Regions from separate parts of the Oryctolagus cuniculus genome. Here all the other regions are linked to region 2. Evidence: chromatin contacts called from public Hi-C and Micro-C data. All regions are on one chromosome and are shown on one strand. Each heading gives the region's core, a stretch centred on a gene start, on an enhancer-like site or on the middle of the called end of the contact. The rest is flanking DNA. Distances are from core to core; before and after follow the strand shown. Region 1 holds the start of MGAT4D (MGAT4 family member D). Region 2 holds the start of RNF150 (ring finger protein 150). Region 3 overlaps TBC1D9 (TBC1 domain family member 9).

Region 1 (2,773 bases), core at 92-2,591, 660 kb before region 2:
GCATTTTGCCCTTCTGAATATGTTTTATCTACAATGAAAAATTCAGTTCAGCCAGCTGTCAGTTGCCTTGATCATCTAAGAGGATATGATCTCATTATTACAATATATATAATATACATTCAGACTCCACTACTGAGTCACAGTCGGCCACACCTACATGGCAGGGACGATGGCTTCTGCACCCTTCCCTTGTCTAGTGCTCTACAACTAGTATTCATTTTCAAAAAACAGGTTGAGAATGTGCGAAAGTGTGTATTTCTTGTTGCAATTTATGTTAACAAGGAGATAGAGGGACTATACATATACACACTTGCAGAGTATTTCTGGAAGTAGAAACAAAATACTAACCCTGGTTAGTATTGAGGAAGGGAACTGAGCGGCCTGGCAGTCTTGGGTAGGTGGGGCAAGTTAGTCCTTTGTATTTTCTACTCCACCTTATTCTTTCTCTTGGAGCCACACAGGCATTCTTACAGTAATTCCAACATTTCAACTACATATGCTTCCAATTTACAGCATGTGCACTTGCCATTCTGGTACCCAGCACACTGTCCCTGGAGACACTTCATTCAGTGAGCCTCAGATGTGACCTCCTACTGAGACTTCCTTGGCTAAACAATGTAAAATGACTTGCCCCTCACGCTTCTTATTGTCTCCTAATACTTTTGGTACTTAGCACCACCTGGCATTCTCAGTATTTGCCTGTTTAGTCGTTTTGGAACACCGCCTTGTGCATAAAAGGCAATTAACAAACTAACAAATACTTGCTGAATTAATGAATGCACTTTTGAGTTTTTTTTTAAATCATGTAAATTATTTTTTCAATAAAAAGCAGCTAAGGAATCAATGTTTGATGAATTAACCGTTAAATATTTATTACTGTGAAAGTCCGAGTTTCTCTTTTTAAAATACAGGCTCTCTCTTCCTGCCACGTATTGGACCTGGGCAAGTCAATTAACCTGAATTCCTTTTTTGTCATCCTAAAGTAGAGCCATTAGTAGTTACTTCACAGAAGATTAAAAGTAGGTGAAAGCTCTTCAGTGGTTTCGGTGCTCAAGTTACCGAATCACGTGGTTTCTTCCTGCTCGGAGCCCAGGAGCTACACCACAGGGCTTCCACTAGCGCCACGGACCTGAGATTTTGCGGCGCTAAAGGAGACTACGCTGCCGCCGGGCGTGTCTCCTTCCCGCCGTTGCCAGGGAAACCGTCGGGCGTCCGGAGGATCTGAGCACGCGCGTCGGGGCTACGCAGCTCAACCCTTTCCGCGTTCGCGATAGGTGGAGCGCGGGCCAATCGGAAGAGGCCGGGGGCGGGGGGCGGGCAGTGTGCCGGGAAAGGCGGTCCGACAGTCCAGGTCCCCGACTTCCGGGTCGCGGTGCTTGCAGGGAGCGCTCGGCGAGTAGCGTCGTTTCCGTTGCCGGCTGTTTGCAGTTGGGGAAACCGAGGCAGCTGCAGCTTCCCCCTAGTTCTTCCGCTCTTGTGAGGTGGCTGCTGTTTCTTTTCTCTTGCCCTGCGCTGCTTCCGTGGCGTGCGGGCTGCGCGAGCCCCGCGGCGTCCTGCGGGAAGTCCGCGGGGGCCGCGGCCGCCCGGGCTTTGTGCTGGCCGGTCCCTCCCACTCGCCGGCAGCGCGCGAGCCGGGCACCGCCGGGCTCTGGCACCGGGGCTTGGCGCAGCGACTCCCCGAGGTGTGGGCTGTTCCGGCGCCGCGGTGCCGGCGTGGACTCTGCTTGGCAGTTCTGCTTCTTTTGTCCTGATGAGCGCGGACGAGAGGAATTCATTGACAGATAGGGATCAGCCCTCCTGCGGGGATTCCGAATCTGACAGTCCCTCAGGCCCTAGTCTGGGGAGGATGTGTCTGGGAGTGTGTGAAACAGGGCGGAGACAGAATTTGTATTGTTTATAGGTAGCTCCCTCTCACTTGCATCTCCCCCAACCCGCTTTTCATGTAGAAGCTGAAGAATTTTCTAAGATCCAGTTCTATCCAATGTGTAGTGTGTTTTTAAGTTATTATTTTTAAACTCTTGTTAGTATTTCTACCCTTTACCCACTGAGTGGAAAGTCGAGAATCGGCCAGCGTGTGATCTGTCTACTCCGGGTTCAAGTTGTATACTTTCATTTGTAAGCCATTTGCATTATGATTTGCTGACGTCACCTGATTGGGGAACAGCTGTGAGCAGTTAGCCCAAGTGCTAAGAGCTTGTTCCTTATAAGAATTCTGATGTTTGTGTATTTTCAGGTTACTACATTGAGATCCTCTTATTCTTGAACTGTTGAGCCCTGTGTCTCAAGGAATGAGAAAACAGGAAACTAAGGAAATAAAATTATTTAACAAAAAGTGCAGAGCACTCTGGTATCGTTATTGCAAGCCATTCAATAGCTTGGCTCTACGTTCTGATTTTTTCAGTTTTTAAAAAACTGACCATTTGGCCACCCATTATTTAGTGGTATATATTACAATTGTTTTCTTAGATGCCTAATTAAACATTGTCACAGAACAGTCACGATGGAATAATAAATATTAATAGAACTTGAGATTTGATGAGTTGGATAAATTTTTTTTCCGTTTTAAAGCTCAATTTCAAGTCATTAAGCTTGTGTTATATATTTCCTTTCCCAGGGAAAAAAATGTTTATTTCTTTGTGGGAATTCTTCTATGGCCACTTCTTTCGATTTTGGATGAAATGGCTGTTACGACAGATGACTGGAAAGTGTGAATTGCAGCGCATTTTTGATACCTATGTAGGTGCACAAAGGACGCACAGAATAGGTAATGTAA
Region 2 (2,788 bases), core at 46-2,545:
GCTATCCAGTTCTTGCCGTGCGTCGGAGCGGCGAACTTGGTGTTGGGGTCACAGGCCAGGCGGTCGTGGGCCGAGCTGGCCATGACCACCTCCCCGCGGGCGTCCTGTTTGGGGGAGTGCTCTCCGTAGCGCCCGCACTCAGTCTTCTCCGTGTGCAGCTCCGAGCCGGCGCCGCCGCCACTGCCGCCGCCGCCGCCGCCGCCCGCAGCCCCGGCCCCCGGGTCCGGCGCGGGCTCAGCGTAGGTGATGTTCACGAAGGCGGTGTACCATTCCTCCTTCTCGGCCACGGTGAAGTCCAGGCAGAGTAGATGCACGAAACAAAAGGAAAGCAGCCATGTTGAGAGAGCCAGACTGCGGCACGCTTGGATGAGAGACATTGCCATCTTTCTCCGCCGGCGCCCCCGCCCCGCCCCCCGCGCCCTCCCTCTGCCCCGCGCCTCCTCCCGGGCCCTGGCCCAGTCCGCGCCGGCCGCTTCTCTTTCCCGCGGCCGCTGCTCACTCTCCCTCCTGAGGGGCCGCGGCCGGGGCGCGCAGCCGCCGCGGGCACGGGATTCCGGGCGAGCGGGTCGCGCGGGCCCCGTCGCCTTTCAGCCGAAGCGCGGCGGTTGCATTTTGCTCCTCAGCCGTGCAGGGGGCGCGGGAGGAGAGGGCGCGCGGGGCTTGAGGAGGCGTCCGGCTGCCGAGCGTCCTGCGCCTCCGCCCGGCTTCTCCGTCTCTCATAGGGGTAGCAGGGGGCTCCGGAGCGCGCGAGGTGACGGCCCCACGCCCTCTCTAGTCCCGGCAGGGGCCGGGGTGGCTGTTCGCAGGCAGGGGTGCTGCCGAGGGAGTCCCGGCCGCCGCCGAGCGCCGGAGAGCGCGGGTCGAGCTGCTGCCGCGGCGGCCGCTACCTCAGCGCGCCGGGTCGGAGGGGCCTGCGAGCGTGTGCTGCCGCCCTCGTCGGGTGGCTGCGCGGGGCGCACTCTTGCCGCGGGACGAGTGCGCGGCCCGGGTGTGCGTGTGTCTGTGTATGTTTGTGTGTGTGTGTGTGTAGAATGTGTGCGTGCAAGGAGGAGCTTAGTGTGATGTCAAAGCTTCGGGGCTTCGCTCGCCGCGCTCCCTCGGTCTCTTCACGGGCAGCAGCGACCCCTGGCGGGTCTCAAACTCAGCCCCAGTGGGTGACTTGGTCCAGGTGGGGTTTGCAGTAGGGAAAAGGAGCCTTTGACCTCTGAGTACAGAAACTGCTTCCTGCGCCTTAAATACTCCTATGCGGAAATGGTCGAGCTTCCCCTAAACCACTCGCCCATTCGCTGAACACGTGCGGTGACTTTCCTTTTCCAAAGCCAAAGTGTAAGGTGGGTTGAACGATGCCACAGCGATACCTAGGGAAGTGACTCCCAAATGCTGGTTTAAGACAGCCTGGGGGCCAGCGCAGGCTGGAGTCCTTGCTGCTCCTCTCCAGATACAGCTCTCTCTACTATGGCCTGGGAAAACAATGGAAGATGGCCCAAGTGCTTGGGTCCCTGCACCCACGTGGGAGACCCAGAGGAGGCTCTTGGCTCAGCTCTGTTCATTGCGGCCTTTGGGGAGTGAATCAGCGGATGAAGACCTCTCTCTCTGTCTCTCTGTCCCTCTCCCCCTCCCCCTCTCCCTCTCCCTCGCCCTCTCTGTAACTCTGCCTTTCAAATAAAATAAATCTTAAAAAAAAAAAAACAGCCTGATGAGCCCTGCGTTAGCATTTCTGAGTTATTAGATCTGGGGTGAGACCCCCAATATCCGTGTCTAGCAAGTTCTCAGGCAATGCTGACACAGCTGGTCTAGCAACCACTCCATTAGGGTGGGTGTAGGAATGGGCCTCTCTGCGGCCAGCTGGGAGCAAACGCGTGGCATTTGTTTTGCAGAACGGATGCCTTCTAATTGTGAGAAGCTGGTGAGCTATTTCTCCACTGTGTTTATTGCAGTTGTCATGCCTGGTGACAGAGCCCCCGGGGCATCAGCAGGCAAGGGAGGTTTGTTTGGGTTACTGTTGTTTATGTGTGTTCTCCGGGTTGTGTATGGAGATTACCACCAGTCAGCAGAGAGTGTGGTATTCCCAGAATGGCATTCTTGAAACTGACACAGCACAGTTCTTCACAATGTTAAATGTTTGGAAAATTGTTATCCCTTCTCACGTCTGGTTTCCTTTGCTTGAGATCCATGTCATAAAGTTTGTAAAAATATGTGTGTGACAGTTCTCTTTTTTTTTTTCAAAACATCTATTTATTTAGTTGAAAGTCAGAATTACAGAGAGTGAGAGAGAGAGAGAGTGAAAGAGAAAGAGAGAGAGAGCTCTTCCATCCACAGTTCATTCCCCAAGTGGTCACAGCTACAACCAGGAGCTTCATCCTGGTCTCCCACGTGGGGCCTAAGCATCTTCCGTTGCTTTTCCAAAGCCATTAGCAGGGAGCTGTATCAGCAGTGGCACAGCAGGGACTTGAACCTGATGGGATGGCCGGTTTCTTTGGCCATGGCCTTACCTGCTAGGCCAGCCCCTGCTTGAAGATTCTCACGTACCCTGTCCTTCCCAGTGGATCTCTGTCAGAGAACCTGGAATCCAATTCATGTTTAGGAAAGAAATCCACCTTTCCCAGGACCTCCACATGCGTCCGGCTTTCTGTTAATGGCTGCCATTGGCATGACTTCTCCTTTCCCAGCAGCAGCAGAACAAACAGCTGGTGGCTGTTAGGGGAGAGCGAAGAACCCCAGCTACACCCAAATTAGAAGCAGGCACAAGAACTACTTACAAGAATTTGTCTCTATGGTATTTGATGGG
Region 3 (2,804 bases), core at 266-2,765, 560 kb before region 2:
GAAACAGGCTTCCATTCCAAGAAGACCAGAAAAATAAAGGATGCAATAGTAAGGCCTAGGACACTCCTCCAACACACACATTTCTAGTTAGCTCTCGGTGGCAGGTGGGGAAGACGAGAGAGGCATGAGAAGCAGGACTCTATGTTTACTTTACTTCCTGCTGTCCTGAGTATCTTCCTACAAGCATGCATAACATCAAAACAGGAAATGGCACTTTCGAGACAGATCTTTTTCTCTTTTGTCTGTGGGTTCTGAGAAATAGGGGAGTCAGCTGTGTGTAGGCCTTCAATTTGGCTTTTGCTTAGAAAAGTTGAAAAGATGACCAGTGTCTTTATCATAATTGTTCACTAGGAATTTCTTAGTTAATAGGGAAGAAGGAAAAGGAGGAGGAGGAGGAGAAGAAGGAGGAAGAGGAGAGAGGAAAAACTATAGAGGGCAACCCAGAAGAATAAAGGATAGTAGCAGCAAGGTTGTCCAGGGCCTTGGGCTGTATTCCTGGCAGCAGTGCAGAGGGAATGGGATGTGAGAGGGAGGGAGGTCCCTGTGGAGGCGGCAGTGGCCTGCTAGGCTGAGCTGTGCTATGGAGCGTCTGCGTGCAGCCCAGCAGGCCTCTGTGGACAGAACGGTGCTGGTGATACACCCCTGGGAGGAGTCGGCTCCGGCTGAGCTGCATCAGCCGATAAAGCATTTCCTAAGCACCCCAGATACTCTGCTCCGGGCCTGCACATGGGCGCAGTCACTCTCACGGAGCTCACCATCCTCCAAGAGGAAGTAAGTCATACTGAGCATTCTCCTTGTTCCTTGTTCCTTGCTGGGACCCAAGATGTGGCGGTGAGGGCCCAGAGACGGGAACAGGAGGACTCACTCTGCAAGAGTGTATGAGAAACTAGGACAGAGCCAGCCTGAAACATAGCTCCTACCACGTCTGCCTCAGGGCGTGGCCTTCCCCCTCTCCCCACCCAGGTTTACCCAGCAACCCAAGCCCTAGGCTCCCCAGGAGGGGGACTGCACCAGTGCTTTGCCACTGCAGGAACAGAGCAAGCAACTGACTTTCTAAAGCATGGGAAAAATCTGGCAGGGAGCCTGACACATACCAATGACTCAGTAAAATGTTTGGGAAACGGAATTAAAGCCAATGCCAATTAAAATGTTCCAAAGACTGAAGAATGAGTCAAGAACTGAAGTTTCTGTCTTGGATCCCACCAGTACCAGGGCTCCTCCCCATCTCTGGCATCAGTCCTGGGTCTCCGGTTCTTTTCAGAGTTGTTCTCAGGATCCCCAGGGGACTCATGTTTGTCAGTGCACCCTCAGGGCAGGGTGTCTGAGTGTAAGAAAGACCTGTTTCTTCAGGCATAGTCTCGGGGTTCCAAGGACATCCCCAGTACCTGAATGTGCACAGACCAGAGAGGGCAGCCATGACAGCCAAGCCTGGCAAGCCATGGCTTCACCATCTCCCGATCTGAAACTTCTGCACAGCCAGCCCAGGTCCGCCTCCTCCTGGTGCCCCTCAAAGTGGGGCTCTTCCTTATGCACAGCCCTTCTCTTGTCTGTCTGCGGTCTGGCTGCCTCCAGGGGCCACTCCCACTTGTGTACAGTGGTCCTAGCTCCCACCGCCCTGGGAAGCAGATTTCTTCCCATCTTTAGCATGCCTTTACAGCTGGATGCACTTTGGATCATTCTTTTTCCTCTTATGAAACAGAGGGAACACCTGCCTGATGGATCGCCGGCCTAACCCTGCATCATTAGTTACAGGTGCTGACGAAGAAAATCTCACTGAGCTGGCCCATGATGGAGACTGCAGGTGCTGCAAGGAGGCTGTAGGAGGCGCTGTTGCCCACACTGCTGTGGCACAAAGGCCGCACTAGGCAGCTCTGAAACAGAGAGCTTCGGTCTCTCTGAGCCTTCTGTCCTCACCAGAATGAGGGCTGGCACCGCACTGATGACTGATCACTATCTATGATCTCAGCACATGTTGGAACACCGGCTAGGGGACGGAAGTTCACTAGGCACTGGGGAAAAAGAAATCAATCATTAATAAATAAATGGCGGTGCCCTCCGGCCACTAGCAGCCGTCTGGGATGCTGATCTTTATCTCTCCCCCTGTGTTTCCTTGGCTCCTATCTTTGCTCACAACAGCCGCACTTAGCTGATTGTCATTAGAGACCCTGATAAGACTGGTACCTGTATAAAAGACATTTTGCAAACATTTTTTCCCCTGTCAATTACCACACTGTAACCAAAGGTGTTGAGAATGATGGTTATGATGATTTTTTTTCTAGAAGAAAAAAATTACACACTGCTGTGTTTACTGCTATCATACTTTCTTATTAAGGATCAAGGTTGGGGAGAGGGAATGACAAAACAGAAATCCCCAAAACTTAACCAATTTTGCTTTCCCTTGGACACTTAAGCTGTTTCTTTTTTTCCCTCTTGTTCTAGTTCCATGTTATCTTTTCTTAAGGGTGCTTTCACCTTTATATAGGAAAAGAATTTCAGGCAGAATTTAAACTTGATCACTTCTGAGTATTAGAAACATGTTTTCTTCAGGCTTAGGGAAATAGCTAGAATATTATATGGAGGGGAACGGGGCTAAAACATCAACTTAAGTTAGTTATAGGAACACGAGTATGTTCATTTTTCCTGTAAGTTCTTTCATTCTGTACTCTCGGCTCTACCTTGCAATTTACACACGTGGAGGCTGATGCTATCCCTTCACAATTTGACAGAAAAATCAAGAACTGGATTATCATGGTGAACTCTTCTATTCTCTTGGGCACTACCTGCCTTTGACACTCACCTTGAAA

Evidence for each region. A called contact is a pair of places that touch in the nucleus more often than the background predicts.
Region 1: a contact with region 2 is called in a Micro-C map of ear pinna, with 4 times the contacts expected there. The contact joins the promoter of MGAT4D here to the promoter of RNF150 in region 2. A contact is called at or near these places in 2 of 6 Hi-C or Micro-C datasets (ear pinna and an unstated tissue).
Region 3: a contact with region 2 is called in a Hi-C map of embryonic fibroblasts, with 5 times the contacts expected there. The contact joins the enhancer-like site here to the promoter of RNF150 in region 2. A contact is called at or near these places in 3 of 6 Hi-C or Micro-C datasets (embryonic fibroblasts, skin fibroblasts and an unstated tissue).

Annotation. Positions count from the first base shown.
Region 1 is chr8:24,213,195-24,215,967 of mOryCun1.1, reverse strand. MGAT4D (MGAT4 family member D) reads right to left here and starts at 1,341. Exons shown (of 13, transcript XM_051819470.2): 1 at 1,130-1,341. ELMOD2 (ELMO domain containing 2) reads left to right here and starts at 1,316. Exons shown (of 9, transcript XM_002716948.5): 1 at 1,316-1,481; 2 at 2,615-2,764. The coding sequence starts at 2,623.
Region 2 is chr8:23,556,638-23,559,425 of mOryCun1.1, reverse strand. RNF150 (ring finger protein 150) reads right to left here and starts at 1,295. Exons shown (of 7, transcript XM_051819466.2): 1 at 1-1,295. The coding sequence starts at 383.
Region 3 is chr8:24,113,787-24,116,590 of mOryCun1.1, reverse strand. TBC1D9 (TBC1 domain family member 9) reads right to left here. Exons shown (of 21, transcript XM_002716945.5): 15 at 2,798-2,804. Among named protein-coding and RNA genes, the nearest start is that of UCP1, 49 kb to the left of the region's middle. Within about 2 kb of position 1,515, at least 1 of the 8 cell types and tissues checked has an H3K27ac peak or open chromatin away from gene starts, as enhancers often do.